2 separate regions of the Ovis aries genome follow, and region 1 is linked to region 2. A link is a contact called in public Hi-C data. All regions are on one chromosome and are shown on one strand. The core of a region is the stretch at or near the end of the contact, and the rest is flanking DNA. Distances in the headings are between cores, read along the strand shown.

Evidence for each region. Hi-C and Micro-C count contacts between places; a contact is called where the count stands out from the background.
Region 1: a Hi-C map of muscle shows a contact between it and region 2, with 4 times the contacts expected there. The contact joins two enhancer-like sites. A contact is called at or near these places in 3 of 16 Hi-C or Micro-C datasets (liver and muscle).

Annotation. Positions count from the first base shown.
Region 1 is chr16:12,476,821-12,480,614 of ARS-UI_Ramb_v3.0, reverse strand. No RefSeq gene overlaps it. Among named protein-coding and RNA genes, the nearest start is that of CD180, 27 kb to the left of the region's middle. Within about 2 kb of position 1,289, at least 22 of the 54 cell types and tissues checked have an H3K27ac peak or open chromatin away from gene starts, as enhancers often do. A contact at or near this core is called in muscle, where this site is marked.
Region 2 is chr16:12,068,674-12,072,647 of ARS-UI_Ramb_v3.0, reverse strand. No RefSeq gene overlaps it. Among named protein-coding and RNA genes, the nearest start is that of CD180, 440 kb to the left of the region's middle. Within about 2 kb of position 2,552, at least 6 of the 54 cell types and tissues checked have an H3K27ac peak or open chromatin away from gene starts, as enhancers often do. A contact at or near this core is called in muscle, where this site is marked.

The sequences.
Region 1 (3,794 bases), core at 40-2,539, 410 kb before region 2:
GCAGTTCAAAGCATCTCAGGGCTCTGGAGCTGTAGCTGCCCATTTGAGTGACTAGTTCAGTGAAGTGGCTTTGGATCAGCTCAGCTTCCCTTCTTTCCCTGTTTAAATCTGCTTAGTCCTCTACTCCTGTTCCTGGGAATCGCGTCCCAGCGTAGATGATCTTGTCTCAGGCTCCGCTTTAAAACCAGCTTCACTATGTTAACGTTTTTCTAGACTGAGAGATGTTTGGAAACTATTTGCAAGTCTCAAAAAGTAACCCCTAAATAAAGATGGTACAGAATACAAGTAAATAGGATAGCATCCGCTACATAATAATGCTACAGTGAATGAAATGTTTTGTGAACTAGGCATTTTTATTCCGTCAGTCAGGAGATGGACGCAGACAATTGCTCAGTTTTATAAAAAATAATTCTCCATAATTTTACAGCTGTGTCTTAAGTTGTAATTGAGTAGTGATGTTCTGATCATTGCTTTATAGATGGTGAGGCCCTGACACAGCAGCTTTCACTGAGCAAGTGGTGAGGCCCTAGAAGACTCCTGTCTTTCCCATAAAAGGTCAGTGCAAGGAGCCTGGATGTGAGATCCTATACGTATACCAGTGGGCCAGATGGCTTGCTCTGATGTGCATGACCGTATGTGTGTGTGTGCACACACAGGTATGTATGTGTATTTGTTTCTTTTTTAAAACACACAAATGTGTTCCAATCTAATGATCTTAAATATTGCAATCCTTGGATTATGTGTAAAAAAATGACAAGTTTTGAAAATGAAAAGTACTGGGCAGTGAAATTGGCATCTAGAACCCTGTGCAATTCAAAGGTTTAAATCACAGGATTTTAGGATCTTTTACAGCTAGGAAAAAAGAAAAAAAGTCACTGAGGGCAGATGGTTAGTAACAGAACCCAGGCTAGAACCTCGGCCTGGGGAACTGCCTTCTCATGGTGCTTCTGTTATACCACACTGCCTTCTCTTGGTGATCCATCTTTTAAACCAGAGGTTGGCAGACTTTCACTGTAAAGGTCCAGATAGTAGGTAACTTAGGTCTTGCAGGCCTGTGGTTGTGTCACAGCTCCTCGGTGAGAGCAGCCGTAGAGGATACTGCCGTAAATGAGCATGGCTGGGTTCCAGTGCAGCTTTAGTTACAAACCCCTGTGGTAGGCCTGATTTGTCCCCTGTTTTACAGCATTGGCGTCATGGTAGTTTCTGCCTGATGGTCACCAAAAGGCTACTGAGTCCTAGAGAATTAAAGCCACCCCCCAGCCTGTTGGTGAGCTGGGCTGTTGCATCTGCGCCCACACACGACTGGGCTTCCTTCCAGGTCAGGGTCTGGTCAGACTGAGCCAGCAGCTGAGGGAGTGAGCCTGGCACCTGCAGCACTCTGGTTTCCAGAAGGAATCACAAATCCCCTTCCTGTGCAGATAAAGGAACAATTGTACCACGGGAGAACTTACTGGAAAGTAACGCAGGGTCACCAGGAAGGAAAAGGAATTCACTCCTTGGTCACAGTCCTTCGTCTGGGTTGGGAGTCGCTCAGACTTGGAAAGGTCAGTGAGGATGCCTGTCTGATTTTGGCAGGCCTCCAGGGCTCTGCACTCACGGCATGAAGCACTGTGCTTGGCTGATTTCTGTGCCGCTTCCTTTGGCTGCTCCAGTGACCCCGTCCTCTTCACAGTCAGGTATATAATTCACCCCACTGTTTCACCCCCCGCTCAGATTTATCGTCTGCCAGTGCTAAGCTTTTCTTCCTGTTCATCAAAATCTCTAGTAGACAAAGATTGTCTCCTCTCAGTTTCATCTTCCACAAACTTGACACCTTGACTTGTGAGTCCCAGGTCTGAGGACCTACAGGACAAATGTCTTTCCACAGAAGGTCAATGAAAGAAGCATGGATTAAACCCTATGCTTATGTCAGCGAACTGAATGACTATTTCAGTTCGTGTGCATTAATATGTGTGCATGCGTGTGTATGTGTTCACATGTGTGCCTGTGTGTACATATGTGTGTGTGTATCTGAGTTTGACCTTTCAATCAGGAGCTCAGCTTCCCTTTGGGCCTCTCTGAGCAGGAAAGATCTTTCGGTAGCTCTTGGCTGGACTCATGAGTGGGTGTTCCCCAGCCATCATTCTCAAGTCTTCACTCCTCTCTCGGTTTTCACCCTGTGAATTCATACAGTGGTCTTACAGGTGGGATGATGCTTTCAATGGATTTAATCATCTCATCCTGAAAAGAGTACATGCATCACTTGTTTTGATGATCAGCTGGTCAGGACTGCTGCTGGGCATAAGCTCCTAATGGATGTCTAAATCCCCGGGCCTGAAATGACTTAGGAAAACAAGGGGCATTATTAGCAGTTCTCCAAGTAGCACTCTAGCGCCTGGGGAAAGGGTCGCTGATAGTTCTGTGAGAGGAAGCAGAAACAGAGAGGAAGGAAGAAAGGAAGGAATAATTCATAAACAACCAATTCCTTTAGCACCTGGCTCTGGTTCCTACTGCTGTGAGAAGAATACCAATGGCTTCGATATTCCATTGTTTGTTTCTGGGAAGTATTTGCTTACTGTACGGAGTGGCCTGGATCTCAGACTGGCAACAGGGCAGAAAATGTGGTCAATATGAAAGGAAAACTCCAGCCAAAGTGCTTTAAATCACATTAGTTGTTCTTTTATAACCCGCTTTGAAATTCTTACTAAATCTCTCGTTGATTTTTAGTTACACTCCTTTCCTCTGAAGAGTGGTGTATTCTTAAAGGTTCTGTTCTCCTCACATTATTGCTATTTTGTTAGTTTCTTTAATGGCCTACTTTGTTTTGATGTAATCTTTTTCATCCTTAGTAACAAATGCTGAGGAGTGATTAATGAATACAAATGAAAAAACAGCTCACAAAATAGAAGCGAGAAAAGGTGAGGGAAGAGATAACGACACTGGGAGGATGCATGTGAAACGGCTCATCACCACAAGGTGGCGCTATTAAAACACCTCATTTTAAAGTCCGAAGACGGTTGCAAGAAGGAAAACAGACTTTCATATAGAAAATGCTTAATATCAAAGGAGCGAAGTGTGTATGTGATGCTTATTTGTGTGTATATGTGTGTGTGTTAAAGCTGTAATCATTTGAGGAAGAGTAAATGTTATGGGGAGCAGTGATAGAATTGTGTTTGTTTTTTTGAGGGAAGTGTTTTACAGCTGAACTCTTGTAATTCAAATATTAAATATTTTTTATTAGATATGCAATACATTTAATTCCAATCAGATCTTTCCTGGAAGCCTCTGAAATGTGGCATTGTAGATACCAGAATGATAGGTTATGCTTACCATTCCTTAATCCATTTTCATTCTACACAGAGAGCTTGTACACTAAAGGCATTTATTTGAAAACATGCAATGGCACTCCACTCCAGTACTCTTGCCTGGAAAATCCTATGGATGGAGGAGCCTGGTAGGCTGCAGTCCATGGGGTTGCTAAGAGCTGGACACGACTGAGCGACTTCACTTTCACTTTTCACTTTCATACATTGGAGAAGGAAATGGCAACCCACTCCAATGTTCTTGCCTGGAGAACCTCGGGGATGGGGGAGCCTAGTGGGCTGCCGTCTATGGGGTTGCACAGAGTCAGACACGATTGTAGTGACTTAGCAGCAGTGCTCCATTAGGGGACACATGAAGCCTGCAGGATCTCAAATGTTCCTGACTGCTTTGGGAACTTGGCATGTGGAAAGTTGGTAAATGAATACTCGGAAAATAATTCTTCACTTTAAAACATGTTGTCTGTTATGTGACTCCCTTGGTGCCAGTATCAT
Region 2 (3,974 bases), core at 1,303-3,802:
AAGGAGGCCACCAGAATCAGTCACTAGACGCTGACTGCCTCCAGGGAAGGTTTGTTCACTTGGATGAGTCAGTTCCCTTTGTCCACAAGCAAATAGGGACTTGAGACTCAGCTGCTAGCCATCAGCCACCAACATTCCTGGCAGCTGAGGAGATGAGTACCTTGGTCCTGAAGGGGGCATCCGAGTAGTATAAGACAGTATCCACCTCATTGTGTCCCAGCTATGAAGATCACAATGAATGCTCCTGTAGCTGTAGTCTTCTGTTACATTTTAAGATTAGACAATTTATTAAAAAAAAAAAATCAGTGAAGGACAAAGAACCAGAAATTTAATGGAACAAGAAAATATCCTTCTGGGCAATGTAAGTAAAATCTTTGTTCAAAGATAGATCAGATTTCTTCTACTTTATCAAAGAATCATCCTGGATTTTTGAAAAAGGAAGTATGTACTTGAAATGTTAAATAAACTCTCTGCAGGCTCTGAGGGTAAAGGCTATCAGAAAAAGGCTAAAAGGCATTTTTTGGCGGCGGGATGGGGGGGGCAGTGTTAATTGTGCAGTCTCTCAATTGTGCTTCAGCAGATGTTCCAATTGTATATATTGAACATATAAAATTTCTATGAATCATGAAATCTTTTCCCTTCAGTTCTACTTTCCCCTTAGATTTTCCCTGCCCCATCAGCATTTATCTCCGTGTGAGTCTGTTAAGATACTCTCAAGTTTCCTAGCACATTAGAATCCACCAGAGACTGGGGTTAGTCCAGACGGTTCATGATTTCTTTTTCCTAGGGTGGACACAGGAAAATTAAGAGGCTATCAAGAAACTATAAGGAAACAGCTGATTAAGGAAGCTGAGGATTTAGATTTTACTGGCATCTTCACACTGTGAAAGTCTAGGGAATAGGATGTGCCAGCCACAGGAAGAGAGTTCTATGGAACCCTCAACAATCCTCCCCTCAATATATTAAACAAAATGTCGGTTAGAAGCTTCTTTTGCCAAACTCTTGAAGATTTGAGGGAAAAAAAATCTGAATTATATTTCCATGGCTTTAAAAACTGTGAGAGAAAACTTTCTGAGACATTATATGAATGTAGAAAAAAAATTCTACAGATGCATGTGTGTTATGCTAATAAGAAAATGCCTAGTTGTAGAACTGAGGAGGGTCATTTATTTCTTTCAACACACACACACACACACACACACACACAGAATCAATTGAAAGGTTGACAGATCAACAATTGACATCTTAAAAACTCTAAAATATATTTAAAATCCTAAAAACAATTACTAGCATAGCATAACATACTCAGCCTCTGACAGCATAGATTTCAATGTTAAGTACCTTGGTCTTTATTATGTAAAGAATACTCAAGGAAATGAGAACCCAACGATAATAAAGCAGGGGTTGTAAATGGCGTTCCATCAACTCTGGTCCAGTGAGTTTTTCTTTTTCTTTTCTTTGGCCTCTAGTATCTATTTATATTCTGACAAATCAGATACTGCAGCAACATTGAGCTTGCCTACATGAAGCATGGCCTTACCATTTCTTTCCAGCCCTTTCCACTCTGTTGAGAGACTTGAATGCAATCCTGGGGAAAAAATATCAGAACAGTGAACAAGGTACTTAGGAAACACAAGTTAGAAGAAGTTAAGGATGAATTATATTTTTGCTTACATAACAGTAAGGGTGTGAATAGCTGACTCACTGGAAAACATGCTGATGCTGGGAAAGATTAAAGGCAAGAAGAGAAGGGGCGGGCAGAGAATGAGTTGGTTAGACAGCATCACTGACTCAATGGACATGAACTTGAGGAAACTTTGGGAGATAGTGGTGGACAAAGGAGCCCGCCATGTTGCAGTCCATGGGGTCGCAAAGAATCAGACATGATTTAGAGACTGAAAACAACAACAAACCCTAAGGATGTGACCAAGAGAAATAACTAAATAAAAACCTTGTTGTACAAGGCCTCTTATGGAAAGCAACTAATCTGATCAATTATCCATTACATGAGCTTCATAAATTAGGAAATATGTTCAGCTAAAAAAATATGATGCCCTCCAGATACTCATGTTGTAGATGTTGTCATTTAATGACATAAACAAGTGTAGAACAAGAAAAAAATAATTAGTATTTTGTTCTACGTAAAGAAAATAAGATAGACAAAACATTCATAAACAATTAGAAACAAGTTCCTTCAAGTTGTGAGATTATTAATTGGGGTGTAAGAACATAAATACTAAGGGAACAGTCACTTGATAATTGTATTTGGAACACTTTGATTAACTTAGAATCAATTCCAAGGGTGAGTAGTAGGAACAAGCACAATTAACATAAAACTAGAGAGCTGTACTTAGGAGAAGGCACAGAGGAAACACAACTCTCTAGGATGGTGAAGACGTTAGGGAATCCATGGTGTTAGAACATTCAAAGTCGTTGCTTTTGAAAGCCTGAGAACAGTTAAGCCACTGGTGTCATCTGTTACAGAGGCAGCATCAAGTTCCTGGCAGGCTGGCCTGGAATAAAGGAAGCAATTACCTCATGACACTTGCCACACCATATGGCAGGTGGCGATATCTCAGGATGTCATCCAACGGCTCCTCCACACAGGAACTCTTCTGGTGAGTGACACTTGAGACATGCAGCTTGTGAAGAAGTTCAAATTCTCACAGATGATTATATTATCCGGATGATGATATTATCCAGAGAAAATGGCAAGACTACAACCTGAGAACTTTGCAAGAGCCAAGCCAAGAAAGAAATGCTGTACACAGGAAGAATGAACTGGAAGAAGTCAGAGGCCCAACCAAAGCCATAGAAACTATGGACAATGGCTCCATATTTCCTGATCTCAGATCGAAGTAGCTAAGGATGTAAGACACAGGTCAGATTGGTGCTTAATATTGCTTCTGTCTCTGTTATTATTTTCATCACACTAAGCATGATTACTCTTATCATGAACTTATTATATGTCAGGTACTGTGCTTTCTGTTTTTCCTATTTTAGGATGTTTAATGGACATTTGCTGAATGAAGGGATGAGTTAATTCTTCCAGCCATCCTGCAGGGATTACAGATGGGAAGTTAAGCATCTTGCTCAAGCTGCCCCTGCAAATAGGCCAAAAAAAAAAAAAAAAAATCTGCCTCATTCCAAAACCCATGAATTCTATACTTATGGTTTGTGCTAGAAACTGAAGAAAGATTGAAGTTATGAGTCACCAGTAACCCCTCAAAGAGCGGTGTTAATGTAGAATAAGAAAGAGAGTGGCTGCACGGGCTCAACAAGGAGAGGCTAAACAAGGGCTAGAGGCCAGAAGTGCAGGAAAGGGGTGTGGCCGCTGGAGGCTTAGGAAGGTGGCTGTGCTGGGCTTGGTGTCGGCGCTCACCCTATGGTGGTGTGAAGAATCTGCCGGCCAGGAGGCATGGTCTCCGTAGAATTTCGGTTTCACATCTCTGGCCACTGCTCTCTATAGGATGTTCTATGTCTGTGGTTGAGAAGGTTGGGGGAATGAGTGAGAGGCTTGTGCAGCTGTGGTCCTGGTACAGATCTTCCTTGGCTCTAAATGTCCATGTTGTTGAGGCTCTCAAAATCTGGGGTTTGCATAAGGATTTCTCTCACGTTATGCATAGACTGAGCTCACAGGAAAGGGTGGTCCAAGCTGCCAGCACTTTCAATCACTGCTTCTGTCCCCATGGACTTCCATCTGTAGCCAACTGTGGGAATTCTGAGCTAGAGAAGTGGGGGCTCATTTGGCATTATGTCTACAACTCATCACCACTTTCTACCCCTTGCTCAAAGAATTTTCAAACAGCTCTTCCAAGAATAACCCAACAAATATGTTTATTCTCCAGGGGGGCCCTATCTGTCTCAGCCAGACAGCATTTGCTCCATGCCAGTAGACATCACTGCAGAGCTTATAAATGATTATGTCAAGCAGCTAAGCCATTAGGTAATGGGGCACAAGAGTTGATCTACTA